Linked DNA regions of Danio rerio: all the other regions are linked to region 2. The links are chromatin contacts, called in public HiChIP or PLAC-seq and Micro-C maps. All regions are on one chromosome and are shown on one strand. Each heading gives the region's core, a stretch centred on a gene start, on an enhancer-like site or on the middle of the called end of the contact. The rest is flanking DNA. Distances are from core to core; before and after follow the strand shown. Region 1 holds the start of n4bp2 (NEDD4 binding protein 2). Region 2 holds the start of fam184b (family with sequence similarity 184 member B). Region 3 holds the start of rhoh (ras homolog family member H).

Evidence for each region. A called contact is a pair of places that touch in the nucleus more often than the background predicts. HiChIP or PLAC-seq counts read pairs in DNA pulled down with a chosen protein or histone mark.
Region 1: a contact with region 2 is called in an H3K4me3 HiChIP or PLAC-seq map of embryo, with 4 times the contacts expected there. The contact joins the promoter of n4bp2 here to the promoter of fam184b in region 2. A contact is called at or near these places in 1 of 18 Hi-C or Micro-C datasets (an unstated tissue) and 1 of 4 datasets of contacts at active chromatin or transcription factors (embryo).
Region 3: a contact with region 2 is called in a Micro-C map of caudal fin, with 5 times the contacts expected there. The contact joins the promoter of rhoh here to the promoter of fam184b in region 2. A contact is called at or near these places in 2 of 18 Hi-C or Micro-C datasets (caudal fin and hematopoietic stem cells).

What each region holds. Positions count from the first base shown.
Region 1 is chr1:24,951,738-24,955,155 of GRCz12tu, forward strand. n4bp2 (NEDD4 binding protein 2) reads left to right here and starts at 2,084. Exons shown (of 16, transcript NM_001079967.1): 1 at 2,084-2,389; 2 at 2,809-3,418. The coding sequence starts at 2,119. pds5a (PDS5 cohesin associated factor A) reads right to left here and starts at 21. Exons shown (of 33, transcript NM_200992.3): 1 at 1-21.
Region 2 is chr1:25,120,970-25,123,952 of GRCz12tu, forward strand. It overlaps fam184b (family with sequence similarity 184 member B), which reads right to left and starts at 1,714. Exons shown (of 18, transcript NM_001201530.1): 1 at 1,377-1,714. The coding sequence starts at 1,535.
Region 3 is chr1:24,979,393-24,982,668 of GRCz12tu, forward strand. rhoh (ras homolog family member H) reads left to right here and starts at 1,551. Exons shown (of 3, transcript NM_001327973.1): 1 at 1,551-2,657. It overlaps n4bp2 (NEDD4 binding protein 2), which reads left to right. Exons shown (of 16, transcript NM_001079967.1): 16 at 334-1,087. The coding sequence ends at 379.

The DNA of each region.
Region 1 (3,418 bases), core at 834-3,333, 170 kb before region 2:
GCGTCCACGCGTGGAAAGTTGAGCCGCAGCGACCCCTTTGGTTGACAGTCTGTATTGCAGCGGACAGAGGGAGAAACGTTACCAAACAACTAAGAAAAGCAACACCTCAAAATGTCAAACAAACGGCACTGAACTTGATTTACCGTAATTATTAAAGAAGGAGTGCCTCCACAATTGGCTTACAAACACCCTCAAAAACATCAATACAAATACTTTAATTATTCTAGAATACTTAGATAAAATATAATATGAAGTTATTTAACATTTTTATATTAGTATTACTAATAATAAACATCAATTTACACTTTTAAGTTATTTTATGGCGACAGGGTGGTGCAGTAGGGGGTGCTGTCGCCTCACAGCAAGAAGGTCGCTGGTTCGAGCCTCAACTGGGTCAGATGGCATTTCTGTGTGGAGTTTGCATGTTCTCCCCGCGTTCGTGTGGGTTTCCTCCGGGTGGTCCGGTTTCCCACACAGTCCAAAGACAAATGGTAGAAATTGTCCGTAGTGTATGTGTGTGAAAGGATGTTTCCCAGTAATGGGTTGCGGCTGGAAGGACATCTTCTGCATAAACCCTTACAAAATAGTAAACAGGAATCCTGCAGGATTTTCATTTTTTCTGCAGCAACCTGCTGGTATCCTTTAGGAATTATGAAATCCTGCAGGACAAATTGACATTATGTGCAGGCAATTCCTATACAGGTTTTAGATTCATGCAGTACTTTTTACAGGAATCCTGAAGGATTTATTTTTTTCCTTGCTGGATAGCTGCTGTCCTGCGGGAATTAAAAAATCCTGTAGGACACATTGAACATATGTGCAGGAATTTCTTACAGGTTTTACAATGGAATCAAGGAAGTGGCAAATCCTGCAGGATTTTGTAATTCCTGCAGGACTTGCAGGAGTCTTTGCTGTAATTGGAATAATAATAATAATAAAACGTTTAAACGTGTGAAATAAGTTGGCGGTTCATTCTGCTGTGGCGACCCCAGATTAATAAAAGAGACTAAGCTGAAAAGAAAATGAATTAATTTTTTTTAATCTATTGTTTAGAAATTTTTTTCATTTTAGCATTTATCTACCTTGCAAATACTTAACTAACATCAAATAAACATTTGTTTGTTTTAGTAATTTATGTTTGTTAATTTTAATAAGAATTATGATATTTTTTGCTAATTGAATAGCATTTAAAATATTTTATAAATGCTATAATAGATTATGTTGATGCAGTTTTGTTTATTTCTATTACAAATGTATCATTTTTGTTTAGCTTAATGAAACAGCAGATTACTTATTTACATTTTACTGCATTAAATTTTTTTTAGTTCATTTTATTTTATGAAATTGTTGCCCCTAACACTACTTGAATTAACTCTTTAACTACCTCACCGAGAGAAAAAAAAATGTTGTATTGCATTTCTTAACTCCTAATGTTGCTTAATTTCTAAAATGTCAGCCTCTACCAAAAGGCTACATTTACTATGAAAAATGGGTAAATATAAAGTGTAAGATCAATTTATTTAAAACATAATCAAAATAAAACATTTTTGAAAACTAAATCATCTTTATTTTTTTAAATATGCCATAAAATATTTCAGATTCTCATTAAAAATGTTTTCTTGTATGTTTTTAATAATAAAAACCAAAATCAAGTGTGGTAGTGCAACAAGATTAGATTATTATTTTCTTTTGTAAACCAACAGTGTGTGCAAATCATTATTTAAGACAGTTATTCTTGAAATTACTTTGAAATTATTTAAAACAGTCAAAGCATGCTGAACCGTTTGGTGGAGGGCAGTCAAAGGGTTAAAGTGTTTTAAAATGGTAATTATTATTTTTAGCAAATTTTCGATCACGTGACAGACAGACAGACAGACAGGCAGTCAGACAGGGTGACTGATTGTTTAACAATCTTCGCAAAAGCTGTTTTTCTTTGACTGTCCCTGTCCATGGGTAACCATAACAAAATTGGTGTCATGCTGTTTCCATCCACTAGAGGCGATGCAGTGTTTTTGCTTTGGAGTTGAGAGTCACCTCTTCTGGGTTTCTTTTACTTTTGGTTCCTCTAGTAAAACTTGTAAACAGAGTTGTTGGTGATTTGAAACGGGGCACATCAGAATGCCAAAGAAAAAGAAAAACGGACATAGTCCGTCCCGAGCACCAATGCAGTCGGCTGAGTACGGAAGCGGTTCCGAGAGTCGAGCATACGGGACAAATGGGTCTTTTGTGACTCGGGCGGGCGCAACACATTTAGGCTCCTCTACGCATTACAGCAGCGGTCGGGTGGAATCTCAAAGTCGGGACGAGATCATCCAGCGAATGCAGGAGATGTTTTCACATCTGGATCCAGAAGTCATTTGCATGGTGCTCTCAGAGGTCGATTTTAAAGGTGCGCATGAATGATCACTCCTGGGTTTAATTTTAATCAGTGTCTGTCTAACTTAAAGTTCGTTGTTGGAAGAATGTACGAGGCAGCACACAGTACTAAAACGTCTCAAGGCTGCTTACAATTGACCAAACATTACGTAACTAATATCATTATTGGTATCAAAAATAGCAAATTTCTATAGTATAGTTTATTTTAGCTCGAATTTTATTTGTGTATGGGCAAAACTAAATTAAAATAAACATTAAATATAGTGAATTACAAACAAACACCGTTTTAGGGCTAGAAATATTTCTTTTTTAAATTATTTTTCATCTAATAAATGCATCTTTGGTGAGAATAAGATGGTCTTTTTGTAAAATTATCTAGTGTAGGCTGTACTTGTTATTTAAAAATTGTTTCTCCTCATCTCTCTGCATTAGTGGACAATGCAATGGATTCCCTTTTGGAGATGTCAGACGCTGCTGAGGGCATAGCACCACCTTCTCCACCCCTCTCAGGCTTTGAGCAGGCCGCTGCTCTCCTCAGAACCAACACCACTCAAACAGATCTCCTCAGTGGGACAGCGCAGCGCTTTGTCTTTTCAAATCAGCCTCGATCTCAACCAGAGCTCAGTCCTGATGAAACTTGCCTGACAGAGGAGTTTGATGCTCTCTTAGATCAAGAACTTCAAACTTTGACAACACAGCAAATGCAAGCGAGCTCTCATTCTCCAGTGTCCTCAATACCTCTCTCTTCTCTGCCCTCTTCTTCTCAATTACTGTCTCTTGCATCTCAGCCTCAATGTCCAGCTCCCCAAAGCTTAGCAGAGCATGCTGAGCACGTCTCTTACTCTGACCCTGGGCTCAGTGAGGCTCGTGGTGGTAGTTCTCCTGTGAATGAATTAAGTTTCGGTGGGGGTCATATCCCCGAGACAAAAACCATATCTCTTGACTTTAGTCACCTAACGCTGGAGGCCAACTCAACTGAACCACGGCCTTCTGCCTTTCAGGTTTATCGTAGACCTGACCAACTACATAACCATGCAGGGGC
Region 2 (2,983 bases), core at 464-2,963:
GCAAATCAAGCAATGATTCTGCATTTATTCTAAAATTTTCTGAATGTCTTGTGATTCTCTTTTGAACCAATTCTAAGCTTAGGTTTTACCACCAGATGGGGATTTATGCTTTACAAATAGCCACACTCATGTCTCCTATGCAATAAAAGCTGTGGTGCAAATACCACTTACAGTACATGACTAAAAGCACACTCACTCACTAAACGTGTACAATTGAAAACTAGCCTAGAGTATCATCTGCAGTTAAAATCTCAGAATCAAATACAGAGAGAATCACAATTGCATTTAATTTATTTTTAGATCAATCCATGATTCATAAAGCATTGATTTATTATCCCATCCCTACCTGCAATCATGTTTAAACCAATCAGAGGCCGACTTAGAATCTAAGTGTTTCCATAAGACTGTGCTGTATGCATCAGATGTTTAGCCAGAGGTCTGCGAGGAGTGTTTGGCATGATTTCTGAAGGCTGAGTTTTGTTGTGTTTAATTTAAGCAATAACATTGTACTAAAGATGGCCAAAAATATAATAAATCAAAAAATGTATTTAAGCTGCTGCAAGATTAGTTTTCGTGTAGTTCAAAAATGGTGTAACAAACCACAACACCACTACGAATTAACATTCATTCGTTCATTCACTTTCCTTCAGCTTTAGTTCCTGATTTGTCAGGGTTCGCCGTAGCGGAATGAACTGCTAACTTTAACAAAAATAGCCTAATAATTATTTTATCCAACCCTGTTTAATGAACAAGCATAAATTGTAAAAGCAAAAAAAAGTTCCGTTAGTAGAATTGTCTTTTGCTAAGCCGAACTCTGTCACGTTTACTTATTCGGGTCACTGAATGCTGCATGCGATCTGATGGATACACAGACATCCAAATCTGATTTCTGCTGCCAGTGATCACCCACGGGTCACGTTATTTTTTGATGAGCAATTTGTAGCATGAGTTTGAATGATAAACTCCATATAATCGCATTTGCAGTGTCTATTGAAATCGTGACTGTCTTGGATTACCTTCTGCCAGGTTCTGCATCTGTAATGGAAATACAGTGATGCGACGCCCAGTACATTAAAACCCTGTTGCATTCCTTAAAAAAGCCAGTGGGTCATCAGGCAGCATAAAATTCTGATGTGTCAACCATTTATATTTACACACTACACTGTCTTGTAGTGCCAAGTATATGTAAATATTAATGTAACGTAAATGTGTGCAGTAGAAAGGGTGATTAACACACATGCACGCGTACATCTATCTATCTATCTATCTATCTATCTATCTATCTATCTATCTATCTATCTATCTATCTATCTATCTATCTGATATCCAGGAAACAGTTAAATGATACTTGAGGGGAAAAAAAACTATGCGCTTACCTTGGTTAGCTGTGCTATTTTCTTGCACATTTTCGTGTGCATTTGATAATCATACAATTCCTGTTCTACATTCACACTGGGGATGTCCGCAATAGCAGTCCCGTTGCATGCACCGCTGCCGCCGGGGGGATGGTTCATCTTACCAGAGCTGGAAGCCATAATAACCCGTTAGATCACGCTGATCAATCACAAACTGGGCTGCGCAACACCCTGGTCGTCTTTACGTGATCCTGAAGGTAGTGTCCTTACGACAGCCGAAAGCATTCTGCATGCTGCAGCGACCGGCGAACACCCCACCGCTCCGCCATGAAGCTGCTCCCGGTGAGCGCACAGCTCACAAAATAATGCCATCGGTGATCCACCACCCCGCGGTACACAACTCGCTGACGGCATGTGCCCCCAGTCCGGACACCTGTCTTTTACCCGGGGCGTGACTACCGTCTAACATTAGGAGTCACGGGTACTGCAGTGTAATCATGGCCCCTCCCCTGAACAGCAGCACGCGCAACAGCACAACAAACACAAGCACGCGCAGGTTCCACGCCTTAGTTTCGTTACAGTAACCACAGCTACTCGCATTCACATGATGTTTAAAGATTAAATCGTTTTATAATAAACAAAAGTAACTGAGAACTGCAGTATGATCTAAATGAACGTAAAATAAATGCTTTCTTCTTTTTTTGAGTGTTCTCATTAAGCGTAAGGGTAGATTTACGTTTTCAAAGTGTTCTGGAACCTCCAAAGAGAGAACTAAAGTTCAATGAACATTTAAGTATTTTTTTTACAAATAGCCTAAATAGCGTGAAAAGAAGAAGAAGCTCACAACAAAAAGGGTGCTGTTTGAGTCTCGGCTGGGTCAGTTGTCATTTCTGTGTGGAGTTTGCATGTTCTACCTGCGTTCGCGTGGGTTTCCTCCGGGTGCTCGTTTCCCCCCTCCCCACCCCCCCGCTAGGTGAATTGGGTCCCACCCCCCCCCCGCTAGGTGAATTGGGTAAGCTAAATTGGCCGTAGTGTATGTGTGTGAATGAGTGTGTATGGATGTGATTGAGATGTGTATGGGTTGCAGCTGGAAGGGCATCTGCTGTGTAGAACATGTGCTGAATATGTTGGCGATTCATTCCGCTGTGACGATCCCAGATTAATAAATGGACTTAAAAACAAGTCATTTTAATAAATAAACAAATTTTAGCATAAAAGAAACTAACAAATGAATGAAAGTAATCTTAATATAATAATTCTACAATAATAAATCAAATATTATTAAATATTCAAGTCAAATTAAATAATTAAATTATATTAAAAATAAATAATGAAATAAATACAAACTAAATTTAAACAAACAATTTATTTATTAATAATTAATTAAAAAATAATAAAACACAATTAAATCAATACTATTTTAGTCTAAGATATAGAAAAGTCTAATTACATAAGTTAAATGCACTATAATGGGTATAAAACTTATTAACATAGATTAATAGAATCAATATTTTCGAAATATCATTTTATACCCTTTTTAAATTTAAATTTTCTTGATATTTTTTGGTTTGTAAAAATTCAATACAAAAAAAAAACGAGATTTCTTTTACAACTTTGGGCGGTGGTCT
Region 3 (3,276 bases), core at 301-2,800, 140 kb before region 2:
AAATTCATCGATGAACAAATCATATCAGAGTCATTGGGATAATTAGGTCAAAATAAATGCATATTATAAAACAATTAATGTGTTTTTGACCTTGCATGCATATTAACCTTTTGTTGGAGACCCCAAAACCAAAATATGATCTTTTATAATGCATAATAGGGGCTCTTTAATCACCCTCAAGTCCTTCCTCACCCATAAAACGATAAAGTTTTTTTTGTTTTTGTTAATTATTGAAATATTTTGAAGTTGTCATGTAGAACCATTTATGTCAAAACCTTTGGTTGATCATGATTTGTAATTTCTTTCTATCGTTTCTTTCTGTTTTTCTCACAGTTATACTGAGCCTAAGATCGGGTTGGTGCTGGTTACACTTCATTGAAAGAGCTGCTACGATGAAGCTTTTACTTAAAAATTTCTCTCTTCACTGCCTTAATCCAAAGTGTCTTCGCTAAAGATCAGTAGTGCCAGTAATAATAATAATGTTTTTTGTCTTTTAACTGCATACATGTCTATTTTCACAGCTTTTTGTATTGTGAAAGAGTTTATGTAAGACATAAAACTATCAGGGTACTGCATATTTACCACAGCATTTTACATTGTATTGAATATACATGTTATGCTTTCACCACATTTTAATATAATTAGCTTAAATAGCATTTTCTCAAAATCGATGTCGTATTTTATTAATGGTATATTGTTGACGCATACTTTTGAATTATGAGTGCAGTACCACACAAGTTTTATAAGATCTTGTTTGCTGTCTAGCGTCAGGGTAAATGTGAAGGTCACAGAATGCTATACATATCTGGAAATATAAAAGCTGATCCTCACTTTGCTTTGCATTTTACTTTGTGAGCATCAGAAATATTCATTTTATGCTGCTTTTTGAGTTTTAGCTCAAGGGTTTTATATTTCCAGTTTCAAATATTGTCATGTATATATTTTAGAAAGCGTAACTCTGCTATGCAAATAACAATTCTTATTGTAATTCTTGTGTGTAAATTTGTGGAAAATATTTTTTGTGAAACAAAATTTTGATCCTCAAAAGATTTTATATGTAGCAATTTGTTTTATTTTGTTTGAAATTGAAGAGAAAGGAAGAATAAAATCATAAAATATACAAGTTTTCTTTAAGTGAAATTTGGTGAAATTTAAAAGTGGATAATTTTGAATGTGTCTAGGGCTTGAAATGGCATAGCTTAGCAACCGCCTGGAGCTCACAGCTGAGCATTTTCACATCCTCGATTGTCTTTCTCTTTTTTTAATCAGTAGAAACCGTTGGTGGGGGAAAATACTCTAGCTTGTAGAATGCTCAGTAGCTGACGTTTGTTTGAATTGGTAAAGGTCAGATCTCTCCATGATGAAAGAGGCAGCTGTTAAATTGAATAAAGTTGCACTTCCTGTCCATCAGAGGGCGATGTTGTTGACTAAGTAGTGCACTCAAACCGCTAATGAGTGACTTTGGTGTCTACAATCTAACACGAGGCTTCTGAATCTAAAATGCTACTGCATTATATTTACACAGTTTTCTTAGCACTCCAAACTAAAAACATTTGATGATAAACTTGCAGTACACATATTTCTACTTATCTCCCTTTTATCTTTTTGAGTAAAAAGCCGTTTTCTCTAACTTTTACTAATTTTTATAATAATAAACATAATAAAAAGTATTGAATTTCTTCATACATTATGTACATGTCAATGAATGACCATTAACACCAAATTGCACATTTGCACAGCTAAAAAAATGAATTTATTACACTAGAACCATTGAAAAAACTTTGTATTGTAAAAATCTTTGCTGTATTGATTTTACATTTTCTATTGCATTGAACATAACTGAACTCAAGTAAAAGCCAAAACCAGTAACATAAAGTTAAATAATAATAATAATAAAAAAACTAAAGGTCAGCTTTCTTTATTAGCTGATTTTATGTTCAACAGATGAAAGAAAATTAAACATGTTTGGAACAAGAAACGGGTAAATAAACGATGACAGAATTTTTAGTTTTGGGTTACTACAACTATCATGTCTCAGTAACATGCTCCTTATTCACCTAGACAAGTGCTCTGAGGCTATGGTACTGTAATTACTGTATTGCACTTAAACTAAATGTTCTTACTGACAAGCTGCTATGGTAACTGTTAATTTAATACTAGCTGGGAGTCACCTTTATTAAATGGTAATGTTTGGCTTCTAATATAGCAAGATTAATTTAACTAAATTACTGAGCCCCAGCATTAGAACAAAACCTTAAGTTTCATCAGGGTTTGTCTTGTTTTTGGTTATATCTGTTTTTCTCCTTACTGCATGAGACTGAGGTCATGCACAAAACGAGTTCTTGACTGCAGAAGAAGCAAGACTCGACAGATGAGCTGAGAACGTCACACAGTCACAGCGGAAGCATCAAAAAGATTTGATGTAAGATTTTACAGAGAAAAGAGCCCAGCCTCACATTTCATTTCCCTACAAGAGGATATGATCTTTCTGTTCTTACGAGGACTTGAATTTCCTGTTTAACAATTGTAGTTTTGAAAAATATGCAGAATTGGACTGGTATCTAAACTGAAGTCATTCTTTAAAAAAAAAAACTAAACAAAAGTAATTAACAAAACGAAATGCACCCGTGACACTCTCAATTTAAGAGCTCAAAGGGGTAAGTTGTTTTTCATTGATATATTCTGTTATACATCTATTAACTGCTGTGCTTTAAAACAATGTTTGTGAATTCGAAATTTCTAGTGTAAAGTACAAAATGTAATTGTAAAGGGAAGTTCATTAATCAATAATTGAAATTGAAATGTTAAGGGCTGTCTTCAATTAGAATTATATATTAAATCATAATAGAAAACTTGACTGTGAAGCACTTTAGTTAAAACGTGATCCTTTTTATAGAGCTGTCTCATTTTTAATTTACTAGTTTATTTTGTTAACAAAAATTTGTATTTTTGTTTAGTTTTTTTGATAGTGTCATCTTCTAGACTCAGTTAATTTGTCAAACCTATTTTTGTTCTGCCCAAAACAAAATGGAACTCAAAGTGGAAACAACATGTGCAACTGATTACGAAGATGAGATGTGCAAGCCATTAAAGTAATTTTAAAAGGATTTACATAATTCTCAGAATTTGCAATTTAACTAAAAGTACTTAACCCTCATGGCAGCCGATGTAGGCCTAGGAAGTGCAATTCATTACCTTCTTTTGGAGAATAATCTTTGTCGTTGTTTTTTTAACATGTCAGAAATGTCATATTCGGATTTAACCCATTTTGTAATA